Linked DNA regions of Mus musculus: regions 1 and 2 are each linked to region 3. The links are chromatin contacts, called in public HiChIP or PLAC-seq and promoter capture Hi-C maps. All regions are on one chromosome and are shown on one strand. The core of a region is the stretch at or near the end of the contact, and the rest is flanking DNA. Distances in the headings are between cores, read along the strand shown. Region 1 holds the start of Med4 (mediator complex subunit 4). Region 2 holds the start of Lpar6 (lysophosphatidic acid receptor 6). Region 3 holds the start of Dmtn (dematin actin binding protein).

Evidence for each region. Promoter capture Hi-C pulls out the DNA fragments that hold promoters and counts their contacts. HiChIP or PLAC-seq counts read pairs in DNA pulled down with a chosen protein or histone mark.
Region 1: an H3K4me3 HiChIP or PLAC-seq map of embryonic forebrain shows a contact between it and region 3, with 8 times the contacts expected there. The contact joins the promoter of Med4 here to the promoter of Dmtn in region 3. A contact is called at or near these places in 1 of 39 promoter capture datasets (liver) and 1 of 115 datasets of contacts at active chromatin or transcription factors (embryonic forebrain).
Region 2: a promoter capture Hi-C map of embryonic stem cells shows a contact between it and region 3, with 5 times the contacts expected there. The contact joins the promoter of Lpar6 here to the promoter of Dmtn in region 3. A contact is called at or near these places in 1 of 39 promoter capture datasets (embryonic stem cells) and 6 of 115 datasets of contacts at active chromatin or transcription factors (astrocytes, embryonic forebrain, embryonic stem cells and 3 more).

Annotation. Positions count from the first base shown.
Region 1 is chr14:73,508,433-73,512,140 of GRCm38.p6, reverse strand. Med4 (mediator complex subunit 4) reads right to left here and starts at 2,092. Exons shown (of 7, transcript NM_026119.3): 1 at 1,956-2,092; 2 at 920-986. The coding sequence starts at 2,080.
Region 2 is chr14:73,235,953-73,239,488 of GRCm38.p6, reverse strand. Lpar6 (lysophosphatidic acid receptor 6) reads right to left here and starts at 1,598. Exons shown (of 1, transcript NM_175116.4): 1 at 1-1,598. The coding sequence starts at 888. The region is part of intron 17 of Rb1 (RB transcriptional corepressor 1); the gene reads left to right. RefSeq lists an enhancer at 3,163-3,536.
Region 3 is chr14:70,624,816-70,628,603 of GRCm38.p6, reverse strand. It overlaps Dmtn (dematin actin binding protein), which reads left to right and starts at 1,539. Exons shown (of 16, transcript NM_001252662.1): 1 at 1,539-1,865.

The sequences.
Region 1 (3,708 bases), core at 843-3,342, 2.9 Mb before region 3:
TCTTATGACCCTGTGGTGACCAGAGTATGTTTTAGAGTATCCAAGGCTACATACAAAGAGAAACCTTGTCTTGAACACTACCCCTCCACACACACACACACACACACACACACTCCAAAAAGAGAAAGGAAGAAAGCACAGGGAAGGAAAGGAAAGAGAATGGATGAACAGTATACATAGCGTGTAAGAGTGAGAGGATCTTTGATTTCCATTCAAGTTTCACGGGGATAAAGCAGCAACATACAGGTGTTTATAATAACAACTTCCTCCCAGCATTCTATCTTTGTCTCCATTTTGTAAGGTTGTGTTGATTAACTCAAAAGTAAGGAATAAAATTTGTATCCAGACCAGGAAGAACGTCAACTCACAGCGATGTGTCTCCCTGGGACACTCCGGTGCTGGGATTTAAGGTGTGAGCCACTATGTATGGCTGGGAACTTTCATAGGCACTGTGTTACATAAGTGCTATAAAGAAAAGTATCAATGTGCCGGGCACACTGACACGGACCTTTATTAATCCCAGAACTCGGAGGCAGAGGCAGGCCAAGGGCTGTGGGTTTGAGACCAGCCTGGTCTACGGAATTACAGAACAGGCAGTGAGACAATCTCAGAAAAACCCAAAAATAAAATAATGCTTTTTTTTTTTTTTTTTTAAGTATCAACTTAAAAGACTTCAAGAAGCATCCCTACTCTCACACAAAATAAATATGAACTTTCAAACATTAACTTATCTCTCTTATTTTTTTTTCAAGAAAGGGTTTATCTGTGCTGGCTGCCCTAGAACTCCCTCTGTAGACCTGGAAGTCAGAGATCCACCTGCCACTCCCCCACAAGTGGTGGGATTGAAGGTGCGAGCCACCACTGCCCGGCATTAATAACTTTTTAATAAAAAACAAACAAACAACAACAAAAAGTTTACCTGGTTTTCCTCTTCCAGCTGTAATAGCTTCTGATTTCTTGAAATTGCAAGCATTTCTATGAGTTCCCTAAAAGAAAAACACCCATCACGGTATGGTGATACTTGCCTGTAAACTCAGTGTTTGGGAGGACTCAGACCAGCCTCAGATATCTAGTGAAACCTTTTCATAACACAGTAGAAACACAAAAGAAACTGTTTAAATTGCTCCCTGCCCCAACCGATTGTTGGGTTTATGGTCCTCCTAACATGCTGGACTCTCATGGTGACTACAAACACTTCAGCATTCGCTGGCTAACTGCACGTGATAAAGACTCAGCTGTGATTTACAAGAAAACCTCCTGACTCAACTATGTAGGTCTGTAGGCCAATAGTGCTGCCATTTGTGTAAATTATGTTTTCTTGTAAGACGGTGGCCATGGCTGCCTTCCCTTGATAAGACTTCAACTGATAGATTTAAGACTATCACGACGATGTGGAGTGTGACATCCAATTTACTCTATCTCGGCCACACACCAGCCAACCCCACTGTGCCCTGCCTGATGTTTCCAGGCTTTTTCAGATGATGGGCTATCTATCAGACGCCTAACAAATCTGATTTGACTAGCAGCCCATTTCTTGGGGACGTGTGCCCTGCTACCACCAGAATAGGAATCCCATCGGTGGACTGCAGGAGGCTGCGGCTCAACCCTTAGAAATCTGGTCCATAGCGTTTTAACACATTTGTCTCTCCTGTCACCCTGGGCTCCTTCGTGTTGGCATCTAGCCTCCCCTTGACTACTGGGGGGAAGCGTGCTTTTAAATGTCTGTTGCGTGTCAATGACTGAGGGGGCTCGGATCTGCCCCTCTTACCGGCTACTAAAGTTTTGACTGCCTTGGTTTCCAGGTCATGTGACTGAGATGTCCCCTTGGCGGGGAAATGCGGCCCAAAGCCCCCGAAGGCCCTAGACCCCACGTCCAACGGAGCCTCCCAAGCCCGCCTACCCAAGTCAGCGCCCACAGCCGAGCCGGCCGGAGCAGGCTCCCGGGCCGCGGTTACCTCGACAAGACCTCCAGATCTTCCAGCGCAGACAGAAGCCGCTCTCGCGTACTGCCAAGGCCGGCCATTCCCGAAACGCCTCCCATCCGCTCCTTTTCCTTCTCACCACTTGAAGAAGCCGCCATCGCCCCGCTGACCACCAGCCGTCGCATGCGCAGTGTGAGCTAGCCACAGGAGGGGCGGAACCGGAAGAAGGAAAGAAGAGTAATAGAGGTCGGGACGGAGAGGTCCGGCTAGAGCGCCGCCTATGTGCCTGGAGGTGCACTACAGTTCTAGCGCCATCTACAGGGCAAAGGAGGGCTTGTGACTCGTTCCAATCTGACATGCTCCAACCGGACCCAGGATGAGAGATGCAGTTCCCAGTCTCCTGGGTTTTATTTCCTCAGCATCAGTGGAAGGCTTCTAACAAAAGATTTTTTTTTTAAACTGGGGAAATTACATAATTATTAACTTCTATTTTGTCTGTATTCCGATAAAATCCCAGCCATCAAGTTTGGTCTCTCGTGAAGTTGTAGTAAACTTAGAGCAGGAAGTAAAATCTTTTCTTCCCTCCCCATTCCGTTGTTTGGTAGCAAAATACATATAATTGGCCTATAGACCAGGCTGGTCTCGAACTCAAGAGATCTGCCTGCATCTCGAGTCCTGGGGTTAAAGGGGTGTACCACCATGCCCCGCTACTAAAATTCAGTATCTTAACCATTGTATGTGTAGGGTTCACTGCCACTAAATTGCTGTTAAGCAAGGCAGTTGTGAGGCATGCCTTTAATCCCAACACTCAAGGAAGCAGAGGCAGGCAGATCTCCTGAGTTAGAGACTAGCCTGGTCACAGAGTGACTTCCAGGACAGCCAGGGTTACACAGAGAAACCTCGTCTCAAAACAAAACAAACAAACAAAAAATTGCGGCTAAATAACATCCCCAAAACTCTTCAACTTGTAAAATGTAAAAAAGGTGTGCTCATGAAGGTCTGACTTCCCGTTCCTGAAAACCACACTGTACTTTCTGTTTGTCTGGCTATTCTATGCATTTTGAATGAGTAGAATCACATGTTCTAGTTTGGGGCTTGGGGGTTTGCTTGTTATTATTTTTTGGTTTTGGGGGATTTGGGCTTTGTTTGGTTGGCTTGCTTTCTTTCTTTCTTTCTTTCTTTCTTTCTTTCTTTCTTTCCTTCTTTTCAGACCGAATCTTGTTGTGTAAACTAGTCCTAAACTAAGAAGGAACTCACTTTCTCATTACAGCCTACTGAATGCTGAGCCCCTATAGCAGGCTGATTCATTTAGCATAATGCTATCATGGTTCATGTACATTGGAATAGGTGCCAGAATACCCCTCCCTTGAAGTCTGAATAATACTTCCTGTATGTGCTAACCGTACCCCCTATCAGATGGCATTTAGCTGGGTTACCTTCTTGGTTTTCGGAACTCATCTTTAGGCCTGTATATCTTCCAACAAACTGCTCTGCTCTTTATTCAAGGTGACTGTTGAAATGAATGAATCAATAGTGTAAACTGTCATTCAAGAAAATAGTGTAGGGCTAGAGAGATGGCTCAGAGGTTAAGAGCACTAACTGCTCTTCCAAAGGTCCTGAGTTCAAATCCCAGCAACCACATGGTGGTTCACAACCATCCATAATGAGATCTGATGCCCTCTTCTGGTGTGTCTGAAAACAGCTACAGTGTACTCACATATAATAAATAAACAAATCTCTAAAAAAAAAAGAAAGAAAGAAAGAAAGAAAGAAAAGAAAAGAAAAA
Region 2 (3,536 bases), core at 349-2,848, 2.6 Mb before region 3:
GTCTGAGGTGAAGTAGTAAACAATAGGGTCAAAGCAGCAGTTGGAAACAGCGATGCAGAGAGTGATCGGGTACATGGTCCTCACTGCCGCCACCACAGAGCAGTTAACAAAGGTCTGTGTCCTCATGAGCGAGTACAAAATGAGGTTGATGTTGTAGGGCACAAAACAGAAACAGAAGATGACCAAGTGGACAAAAATCATTTTTAAAACCTTAGTTTTGTTCATTTTGCTTCTACTTAATGTAACAGGTTTATTTAAAGTTCTTAGCACCATACTAGAACAAGTTACGTTCAAAATGAGAGGGATAAAAAAGCCCACTATTTCAATGAAAATCACAATCCTGGAGAGATAAGTTTTCCATGTGGCCGCTGGAAAGTTCTCAAAGCAGGCTTCTGAGGTATTGTTCCCCTGAGAGTGGGTCGACTGAAAGAAAACTGCAGGCGCACTTCCTCCCATCACTGTGAACCACACAGCAATGCAAACGATCTTTGCATTTCGTTTCGTTCTTAAAGTCTTTGACTTAAATGGGTAGACAATTGCCAGAAATCGATCTACACTGATACAGGTTAAGAACAGAATGCTTCCATACATATTGGTGTAAAACAGCATTACTGAAATCTTACAGAGTAGATCTCCAAATGGCCAATTCCGTGTTGCAAAGTAAAAAATCCGAAATGGCAAAGTAAAGACGAAAAGTAAATCTGACATTGCCAGGTTAATCATGTACGTTGTAGTTTCATTTCTCACTTTGAGGGCACAGATGAAAATGTATATCGCAACACAGTTGGATATCAGCCCAAGCACGAAGACCATGCTGAACATGCACCCGTACAGAGTGTACTTAAAGGAGTCGTCATAAGGGCACTGGGAGCCATTGGAGCTTACCATTGTCAGGCAGTGCAGCTTACAGGAGGCCTTTTGTCCGCAGCGCTTGATCGATCGCCTTTGCTATTCAGATGTGGTCACAGCAGCAGCCAGTTTATTTGCAAAGTATTTGTTTCTTTTCCTGTTCTTACAAATACTTTCTTCTCTTAACTCTTCAAAGGAAACATGAAATGTGTTCCGTAAAAGTTTCTAGTAGATTATTCAGGAAAATAGTCTGATTTTCTGGTCGAGAAAATCCATGAGTCTGGAGTTTAGTTAACTGACAGAAAATGCAGTCAAGGAAGCCAACCCATAAAGCTGAAAGTGTAAGGAAAAACTGTTCCAAGTCGGACCAGACCAGTCCGCGTGGAAACTTGTGCTTCAGCCGCCAGGGTCCAAACCAGCTTTACTTCAGTCACAAACACTCGCCGTGCGTCCGTCCGCCCGTCGTCCTCGGGTACTTCTTCCTTCTTTTTATTCTCAAACTTTGTATTTCTACATTGATTCCGGACGGCGATAGGCAGTCGTTTAAGGGATCCCAGATAAATTCCTAAGCATGTTCGCGCTTGCTGAATGGAGAGGCCTTTCGGAGGTTGCCAGCTGTATTGTGAGATGGGCTGTCTCTGAAGTGAGCAAGAAAGCCTTCCCAGATTTGTAATATGACATCACAGGAAGAAGAGGCTGGGTTTGGACAAAGGAAGGCTTCAACCCAGTTGTTTGCAGTTCCTTTAATCTGATAATGTGTCTGCTGGGAATGTACCTAGGAGGCTTGCAAATGGTCACTGGCTGCCCAGCTGAGTTGGGTGTTAACTCTTTTTATGCCAAAATGCTTTCCGGGGATTCTGACAACTTCTCCAAAGTGGTTTGATTTGCTTTAGTTAGTAATAAGTAAGAGAAAGAAAGAAACATAAGGTAGATTCTTTCTCTTCTATTGCTCTTGTAGTTGGGATATTGCCTTCTTTAAAGAAATAAAATGCAGATGGGTGTATATATGTTTATAAATTGAAATGTAGGCGATATGAGTGGCACATTAAAGAACTGTTTGTGCCTGAAGGCAGAACCTTAAGAGTTTATATAAAGCCTTTGACTGAGGCAGGCAGTCCTGCTTCTCTTAGTATCTGGTGTTTTTTAATTGCTCTCCAGCATTTAACTTAATTGGCATGATTGTGAGTAGCTTTAATCCTGGATCTCTTTAGTTTTTGATAAATAATGTTCTAACATTTTTCTTTGAAACTAATTTTCTAGAGCTAGTTCAATTTTAATACACCAAAGACTACATTAAGTATGCCCCCCCCCCGGAGGATTATAACTCAGTAGTGAGAATAGTACTCCAAAACTTTTACTTTTAGTACAGTGTCAGTCTTTTGCCCACAACTTAATATAAGCATAGTGGGAAAGTGTGCTTTGTAAAACGGGCTCCCCCCTTCTGAGTTAATTGAAATAACTTACAGCAGAGAATCTCAGTTCTACTGTTTGTCTAAATGTAGTTTCCATGATTTTATTCTCCTTTCCTCCGTCTCTCCCTTCAGTTTCTTTTACATGTTGGCTGTGTGTTGGGGTATATTCCAGATCTACTTTCATCTCTAAATTTGAAGCTGAAACCCTTCATTTGGGGTCAGTGAAGGCATTTCAGAGCAAGTTTCTCTATAGACACCTTAGTTTACATATTAAGATGTATACTTAAGAGCATGTATCATGTGTTCTATACCTTTTAAATTTGATTACTTTTGATGGTGAATTATAATCTTTTTATTGTTTTGATTAGGAAGTCATCTATGATCAAATAATACAGTCTTATAGGCGGTAAAGATTGAGGGTCTGAACTTCTTTGCTTTGGTTTTGGTGTGGAAAACAGATGCAAATGTGTTCCTATTGGAAGATGGGAACTTTGAGTGCAGTAATGAAAAAAGGGACACTTAATAACATTTTCTTCTCCATGAAGAAACTTTTCTGTTAATAGTTATTTTAGGAAAAATATAAAATTTGAGTGATCCACTTTTAAGTTTCCTTATTGTCATTTTAAAAAACGATTTATTATGTATACAGTGTTTTGCTTGCATGTACACCTACAGTTCAGAAGAGGGCACCAGATCTCACTATAGATGGTTATGAGCACCATGTGGTTGCTGGGAACTGAACTCAGGACCTTAGGAAAAACAGCCAATGTGCTTAACCTCTGAGCTATCTTGCCAGCCCCCTTATTGTCATTTTTACAAATTATAATCGTTTTATGTCCTGGTACTGTCCATGTTTACTTTCATTGTGAAAACATGCATGAATGTGATATACATGCATATATGCAGGCCAGCACTTATACACATAAAAATAAATAGGTCTTTAAAATAAATAAGTAAAATATACTGTCAGCTGATTTTTAGGATGTTGTGATATGTAGATTATACCTTAGTGAAAAAGAGTTGTAGAGGAAAGTCTGTCTAAAAGGGTTACTAATTTGCTGGGCGTGGTAGTACATGCCTTTAATCCTTATACCTAGGTGGGCATGCTGGAAAGATGTCTTAGCATTTTGGAGTACTTCCTGTTCTTTCAAAGGGCCCAGGTTTGATTGTCAGCACCCAATGGCAGCTCAGTCCTGTCTGTAACTCCAGTCCCAGGATATCCAGTACCCACGTCTGACTCTGCAGGCACTGCGTGCACTCAGTGCACAGACATAC
Region 3 (3,788 bases), core at 290-2,789:
CCGAGTGTCAGATCCCTGGGTCCTTGGTCTTCCAGAGGGATGGGGAATGCTTAGGAGTAGGCCTCCCTCCCCACCACTCTTTCAGACCCAGACTGGGGCGGGCAGGCTGGCCGGCAAGGGTGGGGTTGAAGGGACAGTGAGAGGCTAGGCTGAGGACAGGGCTAGCTATGGAGAAGGACTGGTAGCTCCTCCTCCAAGGCTGTGTCCCCTTCCTACACATTAAAGGTATACCCCACGCAGATCTCCTTGGGACTGGATGTCCCTCCCCTAGCCCAGGTGGGGTTTTGTTTGTTTGGTTTTGTTTCTGTTTGTCTGCCCCTTCCACAGGGCCCACAGTGGCTGCATCCCAGCAGCTAAGCCTGGATTCCCGGTCCTCCTTCCCCCTTTCACGGCCACTCAGCTACCTGCCTTCTGTCATTTCTCCTTCTGCCCAAGCCACCTTCAGGTTACAGTCGTCCCTGTCCTCTGCTACTCCAGATACACCCCTCCCTTCCTGTCTCCTCCAGTCCTCTTTTCTTTGAAGACGGTCGGTCGGTCGGTCGGTCGGTCGGATGCTGAGGCCATAGTCTTACCTGTCTCCTTCAAGCCCCTCCCCCTGAGATTTTTTTTTCCATTCAGAAACCCCAGAGCCCCCTCTCCAGATCCTAGCTTTGCCCCAATAGCTGCTGCTATCATCAGCTGACCGGCTGTGGGCAGTGGTTACCAGGGCAACGGCAAGGCTGCCTAGGTAGGCAAGTCTGCAGCCGACATGGAGGTGGGGAAGAGGCCAGTTAGTGCTAATAGGGGTTAGAGGGCTAGGCTTTCTAGATGCACCCCAAAGCCAACATTGGAGGCCTGGAATGGTTGAAGTTTTGCCACAGAGAGAAGGCATGTCTCTTTGGAATATGGATGCCATCTGATAGAAAGCTTCCTTTTGCAAAAACAGCTTTCCTGGGAAAAATCGGTCCTTCATTCTCTCCCTGGCCCCTACTACGATCCCCAGGGGATCAAGTTTACAGAAAATCCAATCTGAATCTGATGTATTTATGACCTGGTTCCTTCCATCCTTCTATCTGTCCTCCTCAGAGAGGGTTAATGTTTGGATGGCCAATTCGGGTGCCCCTGCTGTTCCCTGTCCCAGAGGTGGGGGGATCCCCCACAGAGCCTCTCATCTGCTTCTGGAAGATGGTGGAGCATTATGAATGGGGTTTGAATTGCAGGTTCTTGGAGAGCCGGGTGGGCATAGCTCCCCTCAGTTATCAGTAACAGCCGCTAACTTGAACTCTGCTGGAGAGGCTCTGAGTGTGGATATTGCAGAGCCGGGATATGGGAAAGGGGGAAAACGCAGCGCAGCCGATTCTGCTTCGTCATGATGCCAGCGAATGAGCCCCTTGTTTGAAATGGATCAGCTGCAGCAGCAGCAGCTGAGATGAACTGGACCAGCAACACGCCCAAACGCACACACTCACACACCCTGGGGCCCGCCACTATCAGTTGTTGGTGGGGAGGGGCCCGGGGCCCGCCCGCCCAGAGACCGCTCCTCGTCCTGCCCGCCCACCAGACACCAGACTCGGACTCCCCAGCTCCGGGAACCCAAGCCGGTGGCTTGCAGAGCAGCAGGGGACTGGTGAAGCGGGTGGGGGTTCAGGAGGGAGATCAGACCGCTGAGCTGAGACCAGCTCCCCTCCTTCGCCAGCTCCCACCCCACCCACCCACCCTAAGCCGGCTTTCTTCCTGTTATTTGTGCTTCGTAAAGCGCGGCTGGGTTCCTGGAGAAGCTGCCTCTTACCTAGATTCCTGAGAAAACGCGGCCACCCAGTCGACCAGGGCCTAGCCTTTTGCTTCCTGGGGCTTCAGAGAGCCTGGGCCCCACTGTCTGGGAGGAGGTAGGTGACAGGGTCTTTTGCCTCTCTTTCTTTACGTAGGTATTTTGGGCTGTACCTCTGGATCTGGCCATGGTTTTGGGTGATATCAGAGATGCTAGGACAGGGTCAGCTTTGGAAAATGGTCAGTGGGAGAATAGGCCTAGGTGGCCAGACAAGGTGCTCAGCTGGGTTTGACCCGATCAAACTCCCTTTTTATTTGGGAGGAAGGATCTAGGCTGTTGCCGTGCAAAGAGTCCATATGGGCCCCAGCATTCCCTTTCATGGACACCCCCCCCCCCAAGCTTCTGTGGCCAGAATTTCAAGGGGTGGGAGCATGGGGCACAGTCTGTGGAGGGAGCTGTTAGCTTTTTGCTGAATGATGCAAGACATCTTTGGCAGCCTCCCTCCCGCCAGGCCAGGTGCCCTCTGGAGTGGCAGGGGTCCATTGAGGGGGCCAAAGCCGCTGGTTTCCAGCCCACTCTGGAGCCCCTCCTAGCTGAGGTTAGCCTGGTTAGGGTAGGGATTCGTCGAAGAATGAGGCTGTGTAGCAGGGTGTGACTGCAGAGCTTAGCCTGGCTCTCTGCCTGCGAGCAGCTAGTGTACTGAGAGAGACTGGGTGCTGAATAAACCTGGAGAGCCCCGGGGGTCCTAAGGGATTCCTTTCTCGGCACCAGACACGCCATACTCCTTTGCTGGGCAGGCACACCTGTGCGTCTCCTCCCAGAAGACTGGTTGCCAGGCTGTAGGTCTAAGACAAGCAAGGCAACGGTGCAGTGGGAGTGGAGGGATGTGGGGATGGGTCAGGTGAGGGCACTGGGAGTATTGGGGTTCACGTGCTCAGAACAGGGATGGGTTCAGCAGGCCATGCCAGGGAGCTGTGAGCACAGATGACGGGTGCCAAGGGGAGGATCAGTGGGTGGGTGCAAGTAGGTGTCCTTAGCACCATGTGTCATTGTGTGGGGGTCTGGCAGGGAGAGTGGGCGAGTGCTCTGGCAAGGAGGGCGGCAGAGTCCCTGTGTGCACCCATGTGCAGTTCTGTCAGCAGCCATGTGTTGGGCAGAGCTCTTCTGTCTTCTGCATGTATGCTCCTGGGAGTCTTGTCTCCATACAGCTAGTTGGTCTTTCTGAGGCTAGGAGAGCATCTGTCTACCCACTGGTGGGCAATGTCTGCAGAATTCTTTCAGAGCTCACGTGTGGGGAGAGTGGAATGGGGACCTCTCCTGAATTCTAGAATCTGGATTTAGGGTGGGAGTTTCCTCTCCTCCCCAGATCTGCCGATCCAGCTATATATACCTCAGGACTCAGATCTATAAGGAACGTGTTTGGACAAAGCAAGCCTGAGCAGTGGAGGGACCTAGCTAGAAAAGAGAAACTTACCTCTTCTGAGGAAAGAGCACAGAAATGGCCACTAACTCGGTCAAGAGGGGAACCTAAGAAAACTCTAATGAGCTCAGGCATGTTTGCAGGGGAGGGAGGCAGGAGGGGGGGTCAAAGGGAAAGGAGCACTCTTGTCACTGAGAGTGGGTAGGCAGGTCCTGGAACAGACGGACTCCGTTATCTACTCCTGAAGCTGCCTGATCTTGTTCAATGGGACAGGTGTCATTCAGAGTTGGTATGAGGAATGCATAGTCCAAAGCAATAGGAAAAGGATCAGAAAGCATTTGCATGAGCGAGAGAGAGAGAGAGAGAGAGAAAGAGAGAGAGAGAGAGAAAACAAGAGAAGAGAAAGTAACAGGGCCTTGGTGGCCTGAGAAAAGGCCAGGGATAAACTTGACTTAAGTAAGGCTTTTGATGAGCCACTGGCCTAAGCAGGCCCAAACCCTGCTGTCCCGTGTCTCACCCCACCCTACAATACACACATTCACTGTAGTGCGCGCCCAGTTCCCGCCCTATTGACTACACCACCCTTCTCCCACCCTAGGATGCTGTTTTGGGAACGGGTGA